Linked DNA regions of Mus musculus: regions 1, 2, 4, 5, 6 and 7 are each linked to region 3. Evidence: chromatin contacts called from public ChIA-PET, Hi-C, HiChIP or PLAC-seq and promoter capture Hi-C data. All regions are on one chromosome and are shown on one strand. The core of a region is the stretch at or near the end of the contact, and the rest is flanking DNA. Distances in the headings are between cores, read along the strand shown. Region 1 holds the start of Zpbp2 (zona pellucida binding protein 2). Region 2 holds the start of Rara (retinoic acid receptor, alpha). Region 3 holds the start of Rpl19 (ribosomal protein L19). Region 4 holds the start of Mrpl45 (mitochondrial ribosomal protein L45). Region 5 holds the start of Lrrc3c (leucine rich repeat containing 3C). Region 6 holds the start of Csf3 (colony stimulating factor 3 (granulocyte)). Region 7 holds the start of Npepps (aminopeptidase puromycin sensitive).

What was found. Promoter capture Hi-C pulls out the DNA fragments that hold promoters and counts their contacts. A called contact is a pair of places that touch in the nucleus more often than the background predicts. ChIA-PET counts read pairs in DNA pulled down with a chosen protein or histone mark. HiChIP or PLAC-seq counts read pairs in DNA pulled down with a chosen protein or histone mark.
Region 1: a contact with region 3 is called in a Hi-C map of CD8 T cells, with 2.8 times the contacts expected there. The contact joins the promoter of Zpbp2 here to the promoter of Rpl19 in region 3. A contact is called at or near these places in 1 of 39 promoter capture datasets (pre-B cells) and 1 of 484 Hi-C or Micro-C datasets (CD8 T cells).
Region 2: an RNA polymerase II ChIA-PET map of memory CD8 T cells shows a contact between it and region 3, with 7 read pairs. The contact joins the promoter of Rara here to the promoter of Rpl19 in region 3. A contact is called at or near these places in 1 of 39 promoter capture datasets (pre-B cells) and 2 of 115 datasets of contacts at active chromatin or transcription factors (memory CD8 T cells and pancreatic cancer cells).
Region 4: an H3K27ac HiChIP or PLAC-seq map of stem cell-derived epiblast-like cells shows a contact between it and region 3, with 4 times the contacts expected there. The contact joins the promoter of Mrpl45 here to the promoter of Rpl19 in region 3. A contact is called at or near these places in 2 of 115 datasets of contacts at active chromatin or transcription factors (bone marrow-derived macrophages and stem cell-derived epiblast-like cells).
Region 5: a promoter capture Hi-C map of erythroid cells shows a contact between it and region 3, with 8 times the contacts expected there. The contact joins the promoter of Lrrc3c here to the promoter of Rpl19 in region 3. A contact is called at or near these places in 1 of 39 promoter capture datasets (erythroid cells) and 1 of 115 datasets of contacts at active chromatin or transcription factors (large pre-B cells).
Region 6: a promoter capture Hi-C map of liver shows a contact between it and region 3, with 4 times the contacts expected there. The contact joins the promoter of Csf3 here to the promoter of Rpl19 in region 3. A contact is called at or near these places in 2 of 39 promoter capture datasets (liver and pre-B cells) and 1 of 115 datasets of contacts at active chromatin or transcription factors (pancreatic cancer cells).
Region 7: a contact with region 3 is called in an H3K27ac HiChIP or PLAC-seq map of regulatory T cell precursor, with 6 times the contacts expected there. The contact joins the promoter of Npepps here to the promoter of Rpl19 in region 3. A contact is called at or near these places in 3 of 115 datasets of contacts at active chromatin or transcription factors (embryonic stem cells, pancreatic cancer cells and regulatory T cell precursor).

Annotation. Positions count from the first base shown.
Region 1 is chr11:98,549,665-98,552,774 of GRCm38.p6, reverse strand. Zpbp2 (zona pellucida binding protein 2) reads right to left here and starts at 1,678. Exons shown (of 8, transcript NM_027061.2): 1 at 1,453-1,678; 2 at 1,267-1,332; 3 at 192-317. The coding sequence starts at 1,501.
Region 2 is chr11:98,935,926-98,939,039 of GRCm38.p6, reverse strand. Rara (retinoic acid receptor, alpha) reads right to left here and starts at 1,344. Exons shown (of 9, transcript NM_009024.2): 1 at 1,161-1,344. Gm46294 reads left to right here. Exons shown (of 3, transcript XR_003949771.1): 2 at 838-1,116; 3 at 1,499-1,777.
Region 3 is chr11:98,025,415-98,028,684 of GRCm38.p6, reverse strand. Rpl19 (ribosomal protein L19) reads right to left here and starts at 1,761. Exons shown (of 6, transcript NM_009078.2): 1 at 1,695-1,761; 2 at 756-862; 3 at 217-339. The coding sequence starts at 1,699.
Region 4 is chr11:97,314,393-97,317,198 of GRCm38.p6, reverse strand. It overlaps Mrpl45 (mitochondrial ribosomal protein L45), which reads right to left and starts at 1,483. Exons shown (of 8, transcript NM_025927.4): 1 at 1,260-1,483; 2 at 275-452. The coding sequence starts at 1,325.
Region 5 is chr11:98,596,899-98,599,950 of GRCm38.p6, reverse strand. It overlaps Lrrc3c (leucine rich repeat containing 3C), which reads right to left and starts at 1,660. Exons shown (of 2, transcript NM_001195544.1): 1 at 1,581-1,660; 2 at 365-1,186. The coding sequence starts at 1,132. The coding sequence ends at 365.
Region 6 is chr11:98,699,535-98,702,695 of GRCm38.p6, reverse strand. It overlaps Csf3 (colony stimulating factor 3 (granulocyte)), which reads right to left and starts at 1,383. Exons shown (of 5, transcript NM_009971.1): 1 at 1,277-1,383; 2 at 1,020-1,192; 3 at 563-670; 4 at 170-316. The coding sequence starts at 1,316. It overlaps Gm38985 (a long non-coding RNA gene), which reads left to right and starts at 1,186. Exons shown (of 3, transcript XR_001780319.2): 1 at 1,186-1,259; 2 at 1,598-2,283.
Region 7 is chr11:97,279,224-97,282,135 of GRCm38.p6, reverse strand. Npepps (aminopeptidase puromycin sensitive) reads left to right here and starts at 1,560. Exons shown (of 23, transcript NM_008942.3): 1 at 1,560-1,935. The coding sequence starts at 1,678. It overlaps Gm11592 (a long non-coding RNA gene), which reads right to left and starts at 1,442. Exons shown (of 3, transcript XR_001780313.2): 1 at 995-1,442.

The DNA.
Region 1 (3,110 bases), core at 429-2,928, 520 kb before region 3:
GATATCCTCTTCTGACCTCTGAGGGCATCGGGCATGTGGTGCACATACACGCATGCAGGCAAAACACTCACATATACAAAAATAAAATACAGCTAATAGAATTTTAAAATTAAATTTGTTCTTTTCAATAATGGCAGTGCTTTTTTAAAAAAACAATGTTCACACCGTTAAAATATATTTAAATTATTTACCTTTTAATGTGTTTTCATTTGGCCCAGTCCATAAATAGGTGGGGTCCACTGTTTCTTTATTGGCACGATCAATATCCATACAAATAAGGACAGGACTAGCCTGATGTAACTTTACATATATTTTTACTGTGACAAAATAAAATTCTGCGTAATTACATTATACAGAGAAATAAAGACACACACACTCCTAGACAATGATACCAGTTAGTTCTTTCAGGATTTCAGTACTTAAAAAGTCTTCGTAACGTGTCCAATGCTAGTTGTCATTTAGAATGAAGTCTTTGCTGCTTCCCCATAGTAAACCTTTAAACTGTACTTTGTCGGTAATATTTTTATTTTGTGACAGTCTAGAAAAATGAAGATCAAGTTCCTTTTAACGTACACATTAATAAATAGCTCCAATAAGGAGCTATGGAATCAATGTTACAGGATGTTAGCTTGACTGACAAACTATTTCAAAACTGAAAACTTGGTATTTCGCGTAAGCTTCCTGTTGTCTTGTGCAGTGTTTACTAGAAAGGTGTACAACAGTGACTCAACTGGATAGATAGTACCTAGTCTCACAAGGTACTTTTTAAGGTCCAATCATTGCCAGGATCAGAATCTCTAAAGTCTATTGTTCAGTTTGGCAGTGTAATGGTGGTGTTGGGAAGAGAAAGGCCTTAAATGTGGAATTGTTCTAGACGGAGTGCAGTGTTATTTCAAATTTGGAGTACTTTTTCCTGAATGTAGGAAAACTACAGAGAGTAGTAACACTGGAGCTGATGTTTGATGCATGAATAGGGCTGGTTAATACAAGAGGGAGAGAAGAGCCTTCCAGAGGGGCGTCCACTCTGCTAAGTGCCTTCACCCATTACAAAGCAGAAGTATTTGAAAGAGAGACGTGGTATCAGAGCGGCAGATCTGTGGTGAACACTGGAATAGAAGACTAGCTTTGAGGGCAATGATGCAAACTTCCCGAACTGCAGAGCACAGACGCCCTCCTGCCTAGCTCCCTTTTCCCTGCCTGAAGAACCTAAGAGGATGCATCCCCAGCTCTTGGGACAAGCCTTGCGTGAGAAGAGGCACGTATTACCTGGGTGCCCTACCGTGCCGTAAACAAAGCCTTTGATATTGAATAAGGAAGAACGTTGCGATCCAACTGCGGAGGAGAGAACACCTCTGGCTTATTATTAGTGTTTGGAGGACACACGGTTCAGGGCGGGGCGGGGCGGAGGCGAAGAAGGAGGGACGGGGGAGGAGCCTGCGGGCCAAGCCCCACCTCCTGCGAGAGACCAGAGCACCGCGTAGAGTAGGGCCCACGCAAGCATCACGGCTCAGGCACTAGTGGCGACGGCTGGGTGCCCTCCTACCTCAGGCCAGGCCCAACGCCTCCCCATCGCTCCTCTACAGAGCGAAGCAAACCGCCAAGGGCATCTTCCCTACCGGTCCCAGGCTATCACGGGGGCGGCTGTGCCCGAGAGCGCCTGCGTGTTCCGGCTTGGCACGAGGGGCGGGGCAAGCGCTCGCAGATGGAGAGCCCCGCCTCCTGGCGCACGCGCAGTTGCGGAGCGCTGCACCCTCCGAGCCTTTCGCACCTCTCCTTGGGTCCCGTGTTCCCGCTCTCTAGCTCTAGTCGGCCTGGTGGTGTGACGAGTAAAGGAAACGAACTCAAGACTTCCTCAGACTAAAGGAACTGATGAGTGAACACAGTGGGTCCTAAGGACGGTGGCGGCGGCTCTGAGCAGCCCAAGGATGCCGTAGTTTGGCGATCAGAAGAAGGGAGATGTTTGTGAGAATTTCCTAAAAGCGAGGGCTCAGCTCTGGAACCCCGAGCTAACGTTGCTAGCGTTGCTGGATCTGTCAAAACGTCACATCCAGTTTTCACCTAGTTGCATTTTTCTGGCATACAAAACCAAGACCTTGAAGAGCCCTCTCCTCTGTGCTTCAGAAGGGTGCCCTCAGACCTTCCCACGTGGAGGAAGGTTAAACCTTTATTTTTTTCAGCTTAGAGTGTGAGATGATGTAAGGGACACCCCCTCATGCAAATTTATTCGGAAGTAACTTTGCTTTAGAGAATGGGTCCCTTCGAAAGGAAGGCGAGAGCGGGTGATCTTTTCCTCAGCTGATGTGAGATAAGTCACTCTCAGGGAGCTCCAAAATAGTCTTTCAAAGTTCTTCTGAACCCTGTGCTGGGGACCAAACCCAGGGCCTTTACTGAATTGAGTCGCTAACCCCATCATGCGTGGTCCCATCTTGACTGCTATTTTAGGTGACCTGAAAGACTTTAGGTGTTGTTTACCTCTTGGCAGTAGAGCACCGCTCTCAGTAGTGGTTTTGAGTAGGTTGGTTAGGGAGAGAGCCCAAGGTTCAGATAGGGTGCAGAATGGTTATTTGGGGTGAGATCAGGAGTTTTCAGTTTTATTTCCTTTGAGCCGAGTCAGTATTTGGACTGTCTCAGATGGTCCAGGAGCAACCTTTGTCAGTAATTTCATTTTTAGTCACTGTTAATTTTATCGATCTAGCACAAGCATGAAATGGGATTCAATGAGTCAGATCCACCCCCTGTCAGTTACTACGTCTAGACTCATGGGTTAGCCTCAACTGTTAAAAATGTGGATGGGTGTTTTGCTTGCATTTCTGTCTGTCTGTGCACCACAGGCATGCACTGCCCACAGAGGCCAAAGAGTGTGTCGCCTCTGGGACTGGAGTTAACAATGGTTGTGAGCAGCCATTTGGATGCTGGGAATCAAACGTGGGTCCTTTAGAAGAGCAGCCAGTGTTCATAACCGCAGAGACACCTCACTTCAGATTTAATCAAAACATTTTCCAAAAGTACAAAGTATTACTAACTTCTCAGTTATTGCACACGATTCTCATAAACTTATGTGTTAAATCTTAACTCTTATAGAAGAGTGTTAGAATAGTCGGGCTGGAGAG
Region 2 (3,114 bases), core at 95-2,594, 910 kb before region 3:
CTCGCGTGCCCCAAGTTTTGCCTTGTGAAGATAAAAGATGACAAATCTGAGTCCCATCCCCGGGCTGATGGGGTGATCAAGGGCAGAACTGAGAGCAAAGGGTAGCAATTCTGTTGGAAAACATCCACACATACATGTGCACACGGTCCACAGGTAGAAGGTAGCCATCTGGCTGCAACATCGGGAGCTGGCATCAGGTAAGGAGCAAGGGGTACCATCCCTTCCATGCCAGCATGCTGGGCATCCTATCCAAGACGGGATGAATAGTGGAGGGGCAGGGCAAGAAACTTCCCAAGACTCAGTTTGTTGTTGTTGTTGTTGCTTTTTAAATTATTTCCATATGAGCTAGCCCCCACCCCCAGCCTTGCACACTGGGGAATCTGTCCCCCTTTCCCACGAACAGTAAGACAGCAGGGCAGTGCCCAGAGAGAAAAGGAGACACAGTTAAACTGATCTGCCAACCACCCCTCAACATACACACATCTGGCTAGCAGCTTCCAAGCCTCGTGGGTGGCACTAAATCCCAGACATCCTCAGCGAAGCAAGGTCGGCCAGTCTATTCTGTCCTTCCCTCACCCCAAAAGGCTTCCACAAGCCCCAAGTAACACAAAACTCAGGCGCGTCTCACCCAACTGCTCTGGCTCCCGCACCCAATTCTGACGGCTCCCCCACACTCCAACCGAGACACCAGCTGAGCGGGCCCCGCCCCCCCAGCCAGTTCCCTCTGGTGGGGGTGGGCCCCTGGCTGATTCTCCCCAAACCACAGGGCGGCTCAGGTAACAGGAGAAAGAGTAGGAGGGGGCTAGTCCGTTGGGCATCTGATCTCTCCCCAAACAGGTTTCAAGAAGTCTTTTTGTTTGGTTTGGGTTTGAAGAGAAAAGAGAGTTCCCAGCAGTAGATCCGCCACGACTGGAGCGCCGAGGACACGCGCGGCAGGCGGCCGCAGAAGCCTCAAGGCTGTGCGCGCGAAGACGCGGCGCAGACGGGGCTCCCCAACCCCGGACACGCCAGCGGCAGGCTGGGAAGTCCAGGAAACCCCAGGTCCCCGTCGAAACTGCCGGGCACCCAGTCCCCGCCCGCAGTTCCCATCCAGAGTGGGCCACCGGGCCCCGAAGTGTGAGAGAATCGAGGGTTCCCCAGGGTTCCAGGGGAGAGGTTACCTCGAAGCGAGGGGATGCAACCCGTCTGCGTGTCTGCGGGCACAGGGTCTGCCCCAAGCAGGCGCCGCGGCGCTGCCCGGCGTCAGGGGTGTGGGGTCCTCCGAGAGGAGCCGTCCGGGGGGCCGCAGCTCAGGGGCGCGGGGCGACGGCAGCGGCCATGGCGAGTCACGTGCAGAGGCTGAAACTTTACCCGGAGCCCTAGACTGGGGGGGGCGGAGGGTATGGAGCTGGGGTGGGAGGGAGGCCCCCCTGCCGCAGGCCCGCCCCTGCATGCCACGGGCCAATCACTAACCGGGGGCGGGTCCTCATGCTCACACCCGCCCCTCTCTCCTTAATAGACCCAGGGAAGGGCGAGTCTTAAAGGAGACGCTTCCAGCTAGTGGCCGGACCGTGGGAATCTGGGAGAATCCCTCCCTCAACACGCCAGAAAGAGATTCGGGGTGTGTGTGTGTGGGGGGGGGGGCGGTGTGAAGTTCAGAGAAAAGAATAAATTACGACTCGGCGGTGAACGAACCTCAGGGTGCGGGATCCTACACACACTCCCTTTCCCCACCCCCCACCCCGCTACACGCCCACACTCACAGAGACACACACACATCACACACACCTACCAAACCTGGGAAGAAAGGAGGTGGTGTAATATGGAGAACGCACTGACTCCTGCCCCAGCTGTCAAGTCTCTGTCTCTCCTAATCACAATCCTCCGGGGCCAGCTGAAACTGAAAGCTATCTGACCTTGAGCAAAACACTTGGCTCCTCTGGACCTTAGTATTTCTCATCTGTAAAGCCGAAGTACAAAGGGAAGACCGTCTTCTCCATAGAACATCCTTCTTTCCCAAACACCTCTCCGGCTTGAGTAGGTTAGAGGAAATTTCTAGCTCAACTGAATCCCTTCGAGTAGCTAGAAATATGGTCACCCCAAGCCAGCTCTTTGGACGGCCTGGAGTCGCTCTCCATTCTAGAAGACCCACTTGAGGGCCGAGGGCAGTTCATACATGTTCCAGGAGGACAGGATCTGAACCACACTCCATCTCCAGACCTCAATTCCCAACTGTCACAAGCCCCCTCCGGGCCAGCCGGAGGTTAAGGTTTCCACCTCTAACACTGCACTGGAGGAGGGTGAGTCCACTATGCAGTGCCTACCTCACCCGAGTTCCCGGGCAGAGAAGTGGCAACTGCCCCCCACAGGACATCCCACTGGCAAGGGAAGTGCCACACACCCAGGCCTCCACCCTGGGGACGCTCAGTCTAATCCGATGTCCGGATTTTCAGACTAAGAACAGGAGGTCCGAGGCCCATATGGGATTTTGTCCACGGTTGCATGGGTGTCTGAACCGGGCCTAGAACTAGAATATCTGCTTGTCTCTCTGTGGCTTTGCTCTGGCGGCCTTGGAAGGTAGGTAGCACAGCTCAGGTCCGTGGGACACTCTGTCCAGAGGTCGGACGCAAGGGAAAACTCCGCAAAGCGGTGCAGCGCTTCCCCAGACCCTTGCCGCCCCGCTGGGCTAGCGCAGTCTCCCGCTCCCGTCTGGATTTCCGCCGGGGCGAACCACCCGCCCAGCCCCTCTCTTGCCGCCCCGCCCCGATCTGTCCCGTCCAGATCCATCCACAAACATGCGCTCAGCAGGCAAGAATGCGTCAATGGCTCCCAGATGTGGAGGCCGCCGCTTAACCCATTCCCTTCCACGCACCCACTCCCGTGCCCCCGTCAAGCCTTCCAGCCAGAGCCCCACCATCATCAGGAGCCTCCATACAAGTGAGGAACCTACCTGGCTGAGAGGGTAGCCTAGGGCCAGTTCACCTCTAGTTTCCATAGGCTCCTCTAGCCTAGATCCTACCAGATAGGTGCATGCACAGAGTTACACTGCCTCCCTCCCACATGGGCAGCCTTCAGACACACCTGCGGGCATATGGATTCAGGTACACTTTTTTCAGGTACTTTTTCTTCTTCTTT
Region 3 (3,270 bases), core at 512-3,011:
ACTTAATGCTGACATCTTTTCCCACCAACAAACTCAGCACTAGTGCCAACTTGTATCCATGCAAAAGAAGATAGTTACCACCCAGCAACTGCACAAGATGGGAGAAAAAATATCACCAGTGTGAATGTAGAGCCGGACCGGTCTTAAGCTTGCTGACAAGTGCTCTACCCAGTGTACCCATCTAAGAGGCAGAGTGAAAGGCTAGACCATTCTCACCTATGCCCATATGCCTGCCCTTCCGTCGGGCCAGGGTGTTTTTCCGGCAACGAGCCCGGGAATGGACAGTCACAGGCTTGCGGATGATCAGCCCATCCTTGATCAGCTTCCTGATCTGCTGACCTGGGAAGGCACAACACACCCGTTAGTAAAGTGCCAGCCACAAAAGTCAAGCTCTTACCCTTGACCCAACATCCTGAAAAGGAGATGAAATCCTGGAATACTTATTTTAAAAAGAACATTTACCTCGTAAATATTTCATAGCATATTGGTGTATCTGAAATGCAGTTTAACAAAGTACTTGGTCTGATACTAACAAGGCTTGCTTCTGTCTTGAAACCTCATCCAACATCCTCCAGTCTTTAAATATCAAAAACTTCCACGGGACATAAAATACTCACTTTACTCATAAATTATTAATGTAACACGAGATGGTTGCACCCTATAAACTATTTCTATATACAATGATATATGTATAAGACATACATACTTATCTCCTTATAGGTAGATAGTGAGTGAGGGTGACAGATCATACTCACGGGAGTTGGCATTGGCGATTTCATTGGTCTCATTGGGATCCAACCAGACCTTCTTTTTCCCGCAGCGGAGGACACTAGAGGCAAGCCTCTTCTGTAGCCTGAGCATACTGGGTACACAGAAAGCACTAGTAAGCCCTGGAAGCGACATCTGAACAACAACAAACACTCCAAGCAAAATCTTCCCTCTAAAATATACACCAGTATGCATACATTTCTATTAAGGGCAAACACACCCCCTAGACCTAAAATTTTTGCCACCCCTTCCTGTCCTCTAATAACTATTTCCAAAGCAAGGCCTTAAATCCAAACCAAGAAAGACCTGGGCAATGAACGTGGCCAAAGTGGCCAGCCATTTGAGATCTGGGGTGGGGGGAAGGGGTGCTTAAGCTCTTCCGGGTACTTGGCTCGGTGAAGACTTTAATGTTAAGGATCAGACACGAATTGATCAGACTCGACTGTGACGCAGCCTGTTTACCCAGAACAGGCGAGGCTCTTTGCTTTCTGGGCTCTTTTTCACGTTAATAAACCTCGTCCAGCCGTTCGGGCGGAAGCCGACCCGGCACCTCATCCTCCGCACTCGGAGGCCTGGCCTTGCCCGAGACTTGTCCCACGTTACATGGTAGGGGTCTGTTGGGCTCCGGCGAGCCGAGGAGCCACTCAGGGCCCTGTCGCCGCTGCTCTCCCCGCGCCCTGCCTCACAACGCGTGACAGGCAGAGAGCGGCGCCCGCGGGAGATCTTCGGGCCTCGGCGTCCCGCGTTCCACCCTCCCTAGGCCCAGGCCGTGCGCGCTCTCCGCGCTCCGGGTGCGGCCGCACCACGCTCGCCTCCCCTCTCCCCTCTGCCATCCGGGGTCCCGGCCCCGATCCCTGCCAAGCCTTGCCGGCCCCGTCGGCCCCGTCGACCTCATCGGCCAAGAACCGAGAGCCGGGCCCGCTCACCTCATGGCTGCGGCCGCAGCAGCGAAAGGAAAGAGCTTGTGGGCCGCAGGCTCCGCCCATTATCTGCGAAGGGGAGAGCCCAAGCCCCACTCCATGATTGTCTGTATTTACGCTACGCTATTTCACCTTATTTCATCTCACACTAATTTGTTTTCTTCCTAAAAAATCGTGATCCTAGATACTGGAGATCGAGAATCAGTTTTAAACTGTAAAACACAAAAGACCTACCCCTTTCGTCGGGCAAAATGGTTCAGTCCGACTCCGCGGCGCACATGCGCAGTGAGGGCGTTTGGTCACGTGGTCCTCTGGGTAGCCGGAAGTCACGCTAAGTCGCGCAGGCGGCGTGAGGAGGGTTTGGCCTGGACGGCCTGGTCTTCGCGGAGGGCTAGCGGTCTGTGAAAGGTTTCTAGATTAGCTGGGAGAAAAGGAGCGAAGGGAGTGTTAGAGAATAAGGACGGCGGAGAGCCAGCGGACACTACCCCGCTTTCGCTCCCAGAGAGTAGTAGCTCGCGCGCAGGCAAAAACCAAGAGATTTTTCTCAGTGCCCCCGCAGATCCCTATCTCTGGATGCTTCCATTTCAATCTCCATTGTAGTCTGAACCTAAGCCTCGTATTTCTGTCATCCACTTGTGAAAATCATATGCATCTACTATTACAAAAAAGGCGTTAGCACAAGCAAGCGGAACCAATCTCGTTTGGCTCAATCTGCACTGTAGCAAGTCCGTGTGAGGAGACCCTACATTGACTAAACGAAGGGTTGTCAGAACAAAAAAGGACGAATGGCTTTGGAGACCTCTGACTGAAAACCCAAAGAGAATGTTCTGGGGGCCAAAAGTTCAAATATCTGGAGCTCCGGAGCGGAGCAGCTGGCTTACTCCCTTAATCCTGTCAGGAAATGATATGGACCCAAATTTAAGGTGGTCCAGGCAATCTGGGCTACAGAATAAGACCCCAGTACTTGGGAGGCAGAAGGATCAGAATTTCAAGGCCACCCTTAGCGACATATGGAGTTCAAGGCCAGCCCGGATATTGGGAGCCCCGATTAAAAAACAAACCCAAAAACCAGGGAGTGGGACTAGAGATGGCACAGGCTTGTGCGTTTGCAATGGATTGCAGTTGGATTCCCAACATCCATATCTGCCTGTAAACATTCAGAACTGTCAGTAACTCCTTGCTACCTGGTGCCCTGTGCCAGTCTCATGCGCTGGCACAGTGAGGTAGAGCAGATATGATGGCATGCATGGATATGCACATAAATAAAAATAACCCTGTTTTTTAAAAGTCCTAGACCCAAGCTGGGTATTGTAGTATGTACCAGCACTCAGGAGGCAAAGGCAGGTGGATCTCTGTGAGTTTGAGAACAGCCTGGTCTAGATCAGGGTTCTGGTCCTCTTGCTTACTTGAATCAAGAGTCTTTCTTTTTCTCTGCTTGTTTTTGAGACAAGGTCCTGTTATGTAGCCTAGGATGGCCTCAACTCTATCTTCCTGCCTCTACCTTCTCTCCAGTGCTTGAATTGCACTTACAGGTCTGCGTCTCTGTGCTTGGTTGCTATCTTCTTTGAATTTTCTAAGCAGT
Region 4 (2,806 bases), core at 234-2,733, 710 kb after region 3:
TACTTATATGAGTACACACTATAGCTGTCTTCAGACACACACACCTGAAGAGGGCATCGGATCCCATTACAGATGGTTGTGAGCCACTAATGGTAGTGAGGTTTCTGGGAATTGAACTTAGTACTTCTGGAAGAGCAGTCAGTACTCTTACCCGCTAAGTCATATCTCCAGCCCCACTTAGTGGTTAATTTATTGCTATCAATCAGAGTCTAAAGCATACACCAGACCTCTGACAATAGAGAACTGAACCAGGATCCCAGAAATAGTTCCTTACCTGTACAGGCCAAATGTATAGGGCGCTCCAACCGTTCCTGTGGAATGACCAATCCCGCTTTCCTGGCATACTCCAAAAACTCCTTCTCTGTTTTGTACTTGGGTTCAGGAGTTGGGGGTCTAAAACGGCTTTTGGTTTTAACTTGAACTACAGTTGTGGACTGAGTCACCAGAATGGGCTGGGAGATGAAAAAAAAAAGTTAGCGTATAGGTGATTTGGAAAGGATAAATCTATCTTGAGCAAACTGTTTGCAAAGTCTTATAGAAAGACATCCCATTAAAGAATGCTTCAGGAGTTATGAAATGACTATTATGGAGAAACGATATTACTTTTTGAACACCTAGGGATGGCTTTTGCCACAAGCCAATTAATAACCTGTATTCACATCAATCAACAGTAAAAACTTTCCTTTAATACATTCTGCAGTACTACTGTATACAGAGATGATTAAAGCAGAGGTCCTAGTGCCAAAGAACTTTCAGTTTAATTGTAAACCTCACTTAACCCATTTCTGAAAAGAGTGGAATGCTATTACTAAAGCATTAAACAAGATCTCCCTGGCATTTCCCCCACACTTCTGTTTTGCTTTTTCAGAAGCAAATTGCTTCTAGCTCCTAACTGACCAATAAACTTTTACGAAGTCAGGTGACCTTTTCCCTCTAGGATAAGACAAAACTCCTATCCTTTTCAAAAAAAAATTTTTTAAGAATGTAAAAGAGCTGGTTCATCTTCCAAGCCATTACTTTCCTTTTTAACATCTTCTCTCCAAAGACTAGAATTAACGTAAAGAAGCTTAATGCTCAGCCTCGTCTAGGCTGTCTAGAGAGACTTGTCTAGAGGGGATCGCATACACCTCAAATTCTTCTCCAGATGAAGTCTGACTCGTATGGTCCAAACTCAGCAACGCCCACAGCATGATTATTCCCCTCTACTCTATCCTCCTCTTTGTGTCCCTAAAAATTTCATTCGCTTCATTTCTACCCACCTGCCGAGACCACCATCCCAAAGTCCTGTATAAGGAGGACAAGCCCCGAGGTACGGGGGCCGCCATTTTGCTCGCGCAAAGGCCGCCGGGATGCTAGCCTAGCCGCAGATCACCGAGCCGGAGAAAAGGCGCAGAGGGCGGAGCGAGCTGGGGAGTGGAATTTTCCAGGGCGCGCGCCCCAGGCCGAAAGGTGAGTCGCGCGCACGCGCACGCTCTCCAGGGGAGGGGCGCGCGGGCACGCGCAGTGGGTTCGCGCGTGCGCAATGAAACCACTTTGGAAGTAGGGTAAACCGCACGGCTGTCACGCGCCAGTCGGAGACGGGGAGAGCCAGCTGCGCCTGCGCAGGAGGCTTCTGTGGGACTCTGGTTGCTGCATTCCTGGTTCCTTAACACATTGTTACACCTTATTTACAATCGGTGAAAAAAACGAAAAAGTGCTTCCCTCTGAAATCAGAAGCCTTTAAGATAAGTGTTTTCTTTCATTACAAGGAATTCACTGGAGGTATTTAGGGCGAAAATGATAGTTTCTGGGTGTGTTTCTGACCTCAAAATGCAGTATAACCTTAAACCTTTAACCAACCTAGTTTTCTATGTGAAAATTCTTTCATACCTTTCCGTTAGGGAAGCTGACCGCTGTGATTACTGAAAAGCAAAAGGCACGTGGGTTAACAAGAATCTGTCATTTCCCAAAACATATCATTTCCAAAAATACCACTTACCAAATTTGGTAATAACTGGTATTTCAAAATTGTTTACTAGGCGCCTGGCAATTTAAGCATTTTACATATATCAACTTAATCCTCACCACAAGCAATAAATATTCCTGCTTTTACATATATGGTTGGGCCAGAGATACTAAATATGTAATTCAAATTTAAACAAATAATTGGCAGAACTGAGAGTCAGGTACATAGAGTTTAACAACTCCAAAATCGCTTCACATTCAGTGGTTAAAGGAATCCCAGTGTGATAACCAGGTCATCCTGGAGCCACACAGACTATGTAACACATCCTAACCCATGTCTGCCTGGCCTCTGCTCAGTTTCTCGGCTACTGCAAGCTAATTCCCTATCAGTACCTAATATGATTTGGTTCACTCTGAGATGGATTCTTAGGTGGTCACTGTTACTTTTGATTAGCTGTTTTGGAAAATTTGAGGCATGGTGGCGCACCCCTTTAGTCCCAGCACTCGGGAGGCAGAGACAGGCAGATTTCTGAGTTCGAGGCCAGCCTGGTCTACAAAGAGAGTTCCAGGACAGCCAGGGCTACACAGAGAAAACCCTCCCTCAGAAAAATACAAACAAACAAAAACTAAAAAAGAAAATAGAAACTATAGAGATGGCTCAGGTGTTAAGAGTCCTTGCTGGGCTGGTGAGATGGCTCAGTGGGTAAGAGCACCCGACTGCTCTTCTGAAGGTCAGGAGTTCAAATCCCAGCAACCACATGGTGGCTCACAACCATCCGTAACAAGATCTGACTCCCTTTTCTGGAGTGTCTGAGGACAGCTACAGTGTACTTACATTAAATAAATAAATCTTAAAAAAAAA
Region 5 (3,052 bases), core at 411-2,910, 570 kb before region 3:
CCCCACCTCCATCCCATGGATTCAGGAACTCTGGAATTTTTTGAGTCTAGAATAATCCCAAGAAATCCAGGCCCCCAAATCCAGGCACCAAAGTGCTCCAAAGAACAACCAAGAGAGAGAGAGAGAGAGAGAGAGAGAGAGAGAGAGAGAGAGCAAGCTGCTTCTTCATAACTGTACTTTTGATACTGTTATGAATCGTAATGTAAGTCTCTGATAGGCAGGAGATCTGATATGTGACCCCTGTGAAAGGGTCATTCCACGCCCCTACCCCATCCCCGGCTTGAGAACAGCTGGGATAGAGGGCAGATGGGGCAGAGGAGGTGGTAGAGCAGTAGGTGAAAGGCTGGGGCATAGGGCCAAGAGCTCAGAGCACTGTGCTGAGTGTAGAGGAGTCCTCTGAGCGCACAGGCTGCGCGGGAGGAGCCCGCTTGACCGGGCGCCGCGTCTCATCTCGGTTCTGCCACACATAGCGGATCAGATAAGCCACTACCAGTGTCAGCCAGCCCCCCATGGTGACTAACAGGGCCACATCCGTGCTCCTTCGGGTCCCACCTCGTCCTGTCCCACACAGCTCTTCCTCCCTGGTGAGCAGAAGGAACTCGTGTCCCACGAGATCTGGTCGGGCTTCTGGACCACACACAATGCCTGTCCCGGAGCCTGGAGCCAACCTGACGTGCCTGAGCACTTCCTGTAGGGCACAGTCGCAGCGCCATGGGTTGGCAGACAGGTTCACTTGGATCTGCAGCCCCACGAAGGCTGCCACAGGCACAGATGCTAGCTGGTTGGCAGAGAGGTCGAGGTGGCGCAGAGTGCCCTCCAGGCCCTGGAAAGCAGCCCCTGAGAGATGAACAAGAGCGTTATGAGACAGGTCTAGTTCTTCCAGGGCAGGCAGGTGCTGGAAGGCACCAGCTGGCACTGATGCCAACTGGTTGGCGTCCAGGTAAAGCTTTCGGGTGTCGTTGGGGATACCGTTGGGCACGGCACTCAGACCAGCCCGGCTGCAGCGGAATGTCTGTTCCCCGGCTTCTTCTGCTACGTAGCAGCCCTGGGGCAGTGCCAGGGGGCGGGGCACAGAGCCCCCGGTGCCAATCACCAGCAGGAGGGGCAGGAGGCGAGGAGCTAGTAGGGGCATGGTCGCAGATAAACATAATCCTGGAGTGGAGGAGAAGCTGGGGAATAGACGAACCTACGACAGAAGAGCAAAGTTAGAATTCTACGTCCCACTGAAACTCGCTCCTGCTAGAGTCCCTCAGTGGACCCTCTCTGGACCCAAGCCTGTCCTTTCAGGGCTCTCTTAGCCCAAGGTCCATTGGTCTGTCCGACCGTCCCTCTGTCTGTCTCTGTCTCTGTCTCTGTCTCTGTCTCTGTCTCTGTCTCTGTCTCTCTCTCTTCAACAGGACCCCGGGGGAAGGAATCCCTTAGACTTGGAACGTTTGGGTTCTATTGATTCTAGATTAATCTGTGAGGTCCTTCTGTCCCTTTGCCCTGCTGAAATGGGCCCAAGGGGCCTGTCCAAGCTATTTCTTCTGCTTGAATCTTCATTTCCTTCGTTGAAATAAACATTTTTGTCCTCTAAGTACCTGTATGACTGCCAAGGGAGGCCAGGTAAACACCAGGGAGGCGGCCTGGCTGGCACTCGTGTCACAAGAGTGACATATTAGCGATAGATCCCAGGTTGTTCAGAATATACAAGTAGGTAGCGGGTGCCTCTGGCGCCGCCTTCTGTGCACATCAACTCCCCCTTTTCTGAAAGCATCTACCCCATCCTGCTTCAGCTCCTGGATTAGCTCACCTTCCCACCTCTCTCCCTTCTCCTTCCTGCCTCTCACCCTGGTTGGTGGCAGAGTCCTCTCCTGTGCTCCTGCCTTTTTTCCGGAAGTAGTCCCCCTGCCAGTGGGCTCTGGAGACCCGTTTCTTCCTTCAGAAGTCCTGTTTGCTTCAGCAGCTGAAAGCTGTGACCTGGGGCCCAAGAGTGTAGAGTTTCCTGGCATATGACTCTAGGCCCCAGGTGTCAGATACCTGAGCCATGGCCTGGCCAGGCAATGCCAAGAGAGAGCAGATCCCAGACCCTGATGTTCGGGAGACAGGTCTGGATTCCATTTCCTGCCCCAGGCTTTCCTCTCATAACTTAGCAGTTGCTATCTCCTATCAGCTGCGAGAATGGCCTCCCAGAACCTCCTTTTCTTGCCCAGAGCCTGGCTGGCCAAAAGGATGGTGGTTTGGTTGCCCTGGGTGCAGAATCCTACGATTCCCTCTCAGCAACTTGCAGCACAAGCCCCCTCCCGCTATTTTTTTTTTTTTTTTTTTTTTTTTTTTTTTTTTTTTTGTTCTCTGTAGGTCCCTGGTACCGACCCGGTCTTTTCCTCATCTTCAGAGGATGCCCCTGAATCTTCACAGGGCCAACCCTTCTGACCACCAGGAGGCGCTGTGGTTTAGTCTCAGTTTGCTGTTGTAGATGGTCGCTCTAGGAGTTGAAAGCTCTTTAAGTCTGATGTGGTGAATTGTTTTCCTGCCAACTTTTCAGTACTGAACTAGAGGCCAACCCAGATGTTCTTGGGCTCCCAGGATGGCAATTTGAATCCTTCTTCAAGCCTGAGACTGCGATGACTTATTCAAGGACCCTTCATCCTAACGATTGTTTGCAGGGGTCCCACCATTCTTCTACATCCCTTCTCCTGATGTCCTGGGGGTGGCCGGAAGGAAGGATTTGAACTCCGGAGAGTGTTTTGTGTCTATGTCTGAGCCCTTGTGAGTGAACAGTGGCAGAATGGAGGGGCTCCGTGCAGAATGGACGTGAGCGAGCTTGTGGCAGTGAAGTCCAAAAGCTATTGTTTTCATTACATTTTCCAGAACTGTCTGACTTGACTTTATGGTTGCAACACCAACACAGGTTTTCCTGCTCCACTCACCTGCTGTGTTTTGCAGCGACAGGGGTGACCCGAAGTCATGGGTATGGATGTAGATCAGTTGTTCTCAGCCTATGGGGTCACACCAGCCTGGGGTGGGGGCGGGTCAATCGACCCTTTCACACGGGTCACCTAAGACCACTGGA
Region 6 (3,161 bases), core at 134-2,633, 670 kb before region 3:
CCAAGACTCCAACCCAGTCTGTCTCTGGACAGAGTCTGTCTGTCTCTCAGCCTGGAGGAAGCGGGGTAGGGGGCGAGGGGTGTCTTCCCAAAAAACAGGCCTCTGAAAATATAGAGAGCTTCCAGGGTGCCCAGGTGTGCTGCCATGACCCCCTCCAGATGGTACTCACCTGCTGCCAGATGGTGGTGGCAAAGTTGGCAACATCCAGCTGAAGCAAGTCCAAGGTGGGGGCCAGGGCAGGGGAAATACCCGATAGAGCCTGCAGGAGACCTTGGTAGAGGCAGAGCCCACTGTGGAGCTGGCTTAGGCACTGTGTCTGGGGAAGATAGCAGGGTTAGGCAGTACATCTTGGGATGCTTGCTCTCTTCAGGAGCCCAAATAGTAGGATGTAGTCCTTCCTTCTCCCCCTCCTCCTCCTTCTTCCCCTCCTTCTCCTCCCCCTCCTCCCCCTCTTCTTCCTCCTCCCCCTCCTCCTCCCCCTTCTCCCCCTCCTCTCCCTCTTTCTCCTCCTCCCCCTCCTCCCCCTTCTCCTCCTGGTCCTCCTTTTTCCGAAAATACTCACCTGCTGCAGGGCCTGGCTAGAGCAGCCACTCAGGGAAGCCTTCGGGATCCCCAGAGAGTGGCCCAGCAACACCAGCTCCTCGGGGTGACACAGCTTGTAGGTGGCACACTGTAGATGGAAGGATACTGAGGGTGCTCACCTGGGCCAGGCTCTTTGTCCAGCTCAGGTCCTCCTGGCTTCTCAGCTCCCTACCTTCCTAGTGACCCTAAGGACTGTCCCATCCAGAGGTCCCACTGCTGTCTCTACTCATTCTCTTTCCTGTGCCCTTCTCCCCCCATGTTCCCTTCCTCAATGTTTCTGTCAGTATTCTGAGGGTGCCATCTAGGCTCTTGTGCACACTGGGCAAACACTGTCAACTGCTGTGTGTTCCTAGTCTGCCCTCTTCTCATTTGTGCTCCTGCCTCCCCCGCTACCCCCCCCAAGTCCTTCCCTCCACACCTATGGCAACCCCACTCACCAACTGCTCCAGCAGCACCGAGCCGCTGGCCTGGATCTTCCTCACTTGCTCCAGGGACTTAAGCAGGAAGCTTCGGGGCAGAGGCAGGGATGGTGGCAGAGCGCTGACAGTGACCAGGGGAACGGCCTCTCGTCCTGACCATAGTGCACTTTGCCACAGCAGCAGCTGCAGGGCTAGGAGCAAACAGACGGGTCTGAGGCACTTGTTATCCGGCCTCTCTCCATTCCACACCCAGGGCAGGTAACCAGGGCACTCACCCATTAGCTTCATGCGCCTCTGGGCAGAAAGTTGAGCCATGGATTCTGGGTGATCTGGGCTGCAGCTCTGGGCTCTGCCAGGGCCCAGCTCCAGGGGGCCTTTATACATAAAGCCATCAAGGCCCCGGGAGGAAATTACCTGGGGCTGGGGCAACTCAGGCTTAGTAATAACTTCCCAGGATTTATGCAAATTTGATGATAGCTCAGGACAATGCAGGGGGTTGGGGAAAAGCTGTTTGCGAAAGTTTTTGTGAAATCGGGGAATCTCTGTTCCTTCCTTGACGTCTTGTCCCCCCCTCAAACTCTCTTCCTCTCTTCCAGCCACACCCAGGCCTGAATCGCTGCAGGGTGTTGGATCTGGATCCGAGTTGTCCAACAAGGCTGGTGAAACCCTGGAGGGGATAGCAAGGAACTCAGACCCTGGGGAAGAATGGGTGCTCAGATCAAGACTGCTTCTGTCTCTCCATCCTCTGGCAGACGTGCTTGGGGAGCCCCCTCTGCCCTTCATTTGTGATTCTCAAGTCACCTATACCTGGGACAAACATCCCGAGAGAAGAAAGAACCTGTCCTCTTTTCAGACCCATAAGCTTCCTGGTGGCTGCCTCCTGCTTTTCTGGGAGCCCTCCACAGCACCCTAGGTAGGGTCTTGCTGTCTACGCCTGCCCCACATTTGGATAAAAATAAATTGGTCCAGCATTCAGGCCGTTCTGTCCCAGGCTGATTAGCTGGGAACTCCCCAATACCCCCCATTATGACTCATTTCTTTAAGCCCCTGGATCCTGGCAGAGAGGCCAGAGGAAACCGGATGTCTGTCTTGAATGAATCAAGACCCTCTGGGGCTCCTGGCTCACCTGACCTTGCCTTTCTGCTTCCCTTGGCACATTACCTCGATGTCGTGGAGTCTGGGGCATCTGGAGGGCGTCGGAGGCTGGGTCATGGAGTGTCCCGACGATCTCTGCTCATTATGTAGCAGTGGTGTGAGCTGGCTTGAGTCGATGCATGCTGAGGTGAGAAAGGAGGAGCTGCATCTCCCATCCTAGAACTCTGCCCAGTGTTAGCTCTGAAAGAGACCTTGGTGATTTCACCTCTGTGAACTGGGCCAGAAAGGGAAATGCCTTGCCCAATCATGGGTAGTAGGGATGGAGGGACATCCCAGTCGCTCTCAGTCCCAACAGGGTATTACTACCTAAAAAGGAGGACGGCATTCCTTGTCTGACTGATGGCATCTCGATCTGGTACTTTCTGAACTATTTCACCCCCACCAAGGTGGGGCCAAGGAATATAGACATTTTTTGATGTTGAGGCATACCTGATGGGGTGGGGCCAACTCTGGGGCTAGGGTGCCCTCTGGTGGCCACAGATGTCATGGACATTAACTACATAGCCTCTGCTTGAGAGGACAGGCCAAGGGATTCCCATTCTGTTTGTTTATTTGTTTGTTTTTGTTTTTCAAGACAGGTTTTCTCTGTCTCGATAGCCCTGGCTATCCTGGAACTCACTCAGTAGATCAGGCTGGCCTCGAACTCAGAAATCTGCCTGCCTCTGCCTCCTGAGTGCTGGGATTAAAGGCGTGCGCCACCATGCCCGGCGAGATTTAATTCTTAAAACATGCTAACTGGCAACAGCTGCCTACTTTATATGTCACAAACTCAAGACCCACAGGGGTCGAATAGAATATCAGATAGACATCTTGCGTATCAGATACTTACATCGTAATTGATAACAGTACCAAATCACAGTTATGAAGTAGCAATGAGATCGTTTTATGTTTGGGGGTCACCACAGCATGAGGAACTGAATTAAAGGGCTCGGTATTAGGAAGGCTGAGTGCCACGGTGTAGGGGGTGGTGGGGATCTTTTGCTGCCATTATTTTGTTCTGTCTAC
Region 7 (2,912 bases), core at 311-2,810, 750 kb after region 3:
GATCATACACAGTTGGATTAGAATAAACCAAACTGGCAGAATTATGAAGGAAGCTGTTTATAATGTTCTCAAGGAGAAAACCAGAAACAACTGGGTCTCAATTCCAGCTCCACCAATTATTAGCTGTACACAGGTCTAGAGCAAGTCATGATCTTTCTATGTGCCTGTTTTTGCATATATAAAACAGGTTGGGGGTCCACCTCACAGAGCGTCTGAGAGATAAAATGAACGTGTAAAGTGTTAGCAAGTATTCCAGACATATTAAAGGCCCGTCTCTTTAAGAATTGCATCTGTGTTTCTAAAAAGCACGTAGGATTTTTGGAGGAAAGCAGGGCAGGTTGAGGATCCACAACTGTGCTGCCCAATACAGTAGGCATTAGCCATGTGTTGCCCTGGCTGTCCTAGAACTCACTCTGTAGTGAAGGCTGGCCTCAAACTCAGAGAGATCTGCCTGCCTCTGCCTCCAGAAGCCAGTACCACCACTGCCAGGCACCTCATTAGCATCTTTAAAATGCATTACATGATGAAATTATAATCTGAATATATTGGGCTAGGGAGATGAGGTGCAATAACTTCTGTTGTTTTAATTCTATCTAGTGGCTCACAGTGTCATGTCTGTAGGACAGTGCTTGTTTAGTTTTGACTCTACCTTACAAGTTTCTATAAAAGAAATACGCTTTTAGGAATATTTTTGCCTTGATTTAAACATAGGTCTTAGAGATAACTACAGAATGGAGGGAGCCACAGTTAGGATACTTTTACAGAAGTCACAACTGGTAAAGGGTCTTTTCAGTTAAAAAAGCAGAAACAAAAACAAGGGGCGTGGGGGTGTGGCTCAGTGGCATGGCGCTTGCCCAGCCTGTGTAGAGGCTTTGAGTTCAAAGCCTAGCACCACAGGAAGGGAAAAATCCGGAAACAGACAGTTGATCATTATTATCATCTGTGTTTTCTTAATCAAAATCTTACTGTGTGCCCAGACCATTCTGGAACTCACTCTGTAGTCCAGGCTGGCCCATGATGATCGTCCTGCCTCAGCCTCCGTGCCCAGCAATGAAGCATCTTGTTTTAAATATGAAATCGTGGGATCCTGTATTTCTAGTCTTTGAAACCACTCTCCTAAAAGGTCTAGATTTCACTGGTTGGAGCGACCTTGAATAACTAAGTGTTTCCTCGGAAAACTGTTTTCAGATCATCCCTTCAACTGGCTATTTCCTAGGGAAAAAAAAAAGCCTCAGGTCGGGCTCACACCGCTGAGGTGGAATGGCTCTTTCCACGCGTCCCCTACCCCCCCGCGCTGACTTGACCGCTGCGTAGGCTTCCATTTTCCACAGAGCTCCTCCATGCCCTTCGTGGCTCTTTCCTGCCACCGGCCGACGACAGGTGCAGCGCCAAGCGCCTCCTCTCGCCTTCCCCGTTCGCCGACCGCGGCCTCGCCGCCCCGCCCCGCCCTCGGCGCGCGCCCTCAGCGGGGTCGCGCCCGCCCCGCGGGGTCGCGCACGCAGCCGCCGCCGCCTCCCTCCCCGCCCTCCTCCCCTGCCCTCCCCTCCGCCCCCTTCCCCGTAGGCAGCCCGCCCGCACCGCCGCCCGCCCGCCCGCCCGGCCCAGGCACCCGCTGGGTCTGTCCCCCGCCCCAGCCTCCCCGGCGGCTCTCGGCAGGCGGTCGCCCGCGCCCGGTGAATGTGGCTGGCAGCCGCCGTCCCCTCCCTCGCTCGCCGCCTGCTCCTCCTCGGCCCTCCGCCTCCTCCCCTCCTTCTCCTCCTCAGCCGCTCCTCTCGCCGCCGCCGCCGCCTCCACAGCCTGGGCCTCGCCGCGATGCCGGAGAAGCGGCCCTTCGAGCGGCTGCCCGCCGAGGTGTCGCCCATCAACTACAGCCTCTGCCTCAAGCCCGATTTGCTGGACTTCACCTTCGAGGGCAAGCTGGAGGCCGCCGCCCAGGTACTGCGACCCTCGGGCGCCGGGGGGCGAGCAGCGGGCGGGCGGGCGAGCAGTTAGGCCGCGCCCGCGGGCTGGGTTGGAGGCCGGGGCGGGTTGGGCGCGTGGGCCGCGGGACCGAGCGGGAGGCGGGTGCGGCGCGCCCCTCGAGCCGGCCGGCCGGGCGGGGACCGCGCTGCGGGAGTCTGCGGGCGGTGCGCCCCTCGGGGGGCCAGCACACCTGTGTGCAGCGCCCCTGGTCCCCGCCTTCCGGGCCCCGAGCTCCGGGAGAGGCTGGGTGGGGGCTGGGGAACTAGAAGGGGCTAGGACTGCCTGCTCGGTGGCACCCCTGCGGACTGCGTTCTTTCCTGGTCGTCCCTTTACTCCGCCGGGGATAGGTTGGAAGGGGCGGTCATCAGGCACTTGAGAGCGAGGAGGGGCGAGTCTAGAAGGTTGGGGGCAGGGGGGAGTGGAGCGAGAATGTTAATCCCAGGCAGCCTCACCGAGTTCTCCCGGCCTGATCCTGCCCAGGGGCCGGGTTTCCAGGATGATCCGCCCCCTCCCCCTTCCCCTCAAATGACAGTGCAGCAGTGACTTTGTTCTCCCCTAACCTCCAGAGAAGCCGCGGAGGACCCTAGCTCCTCTTCTCCTATCCGCCTTGCTCTCGCAACCTGTGAAGCTGGTGGATTTATTGCTTCAGTGGCGGTTGCTTAGCAGTCCCCTCTTCTGAAAGAAAGCTCTCAGTCTTAGCCTGCCACTGGTGAAAATATTCCATTACTCTTCTTTGCAGTTTTTTTGGTGAATCATACGCTCCTCCCTCCTCCCCGAAGCATTATCTGGCAGTATTGTTTGATTTCGGAGACCATCCATATAGATGGCTCACAGAGGTCTCAAACGGTTACGATAAATAACCATGGGTATGATGTGTTACGTGAGATCGGAAATGAAAATTGGGAGCTGTTTGATAGCTATCTGTGACAGGAGTGGTGGAAATAGAATTG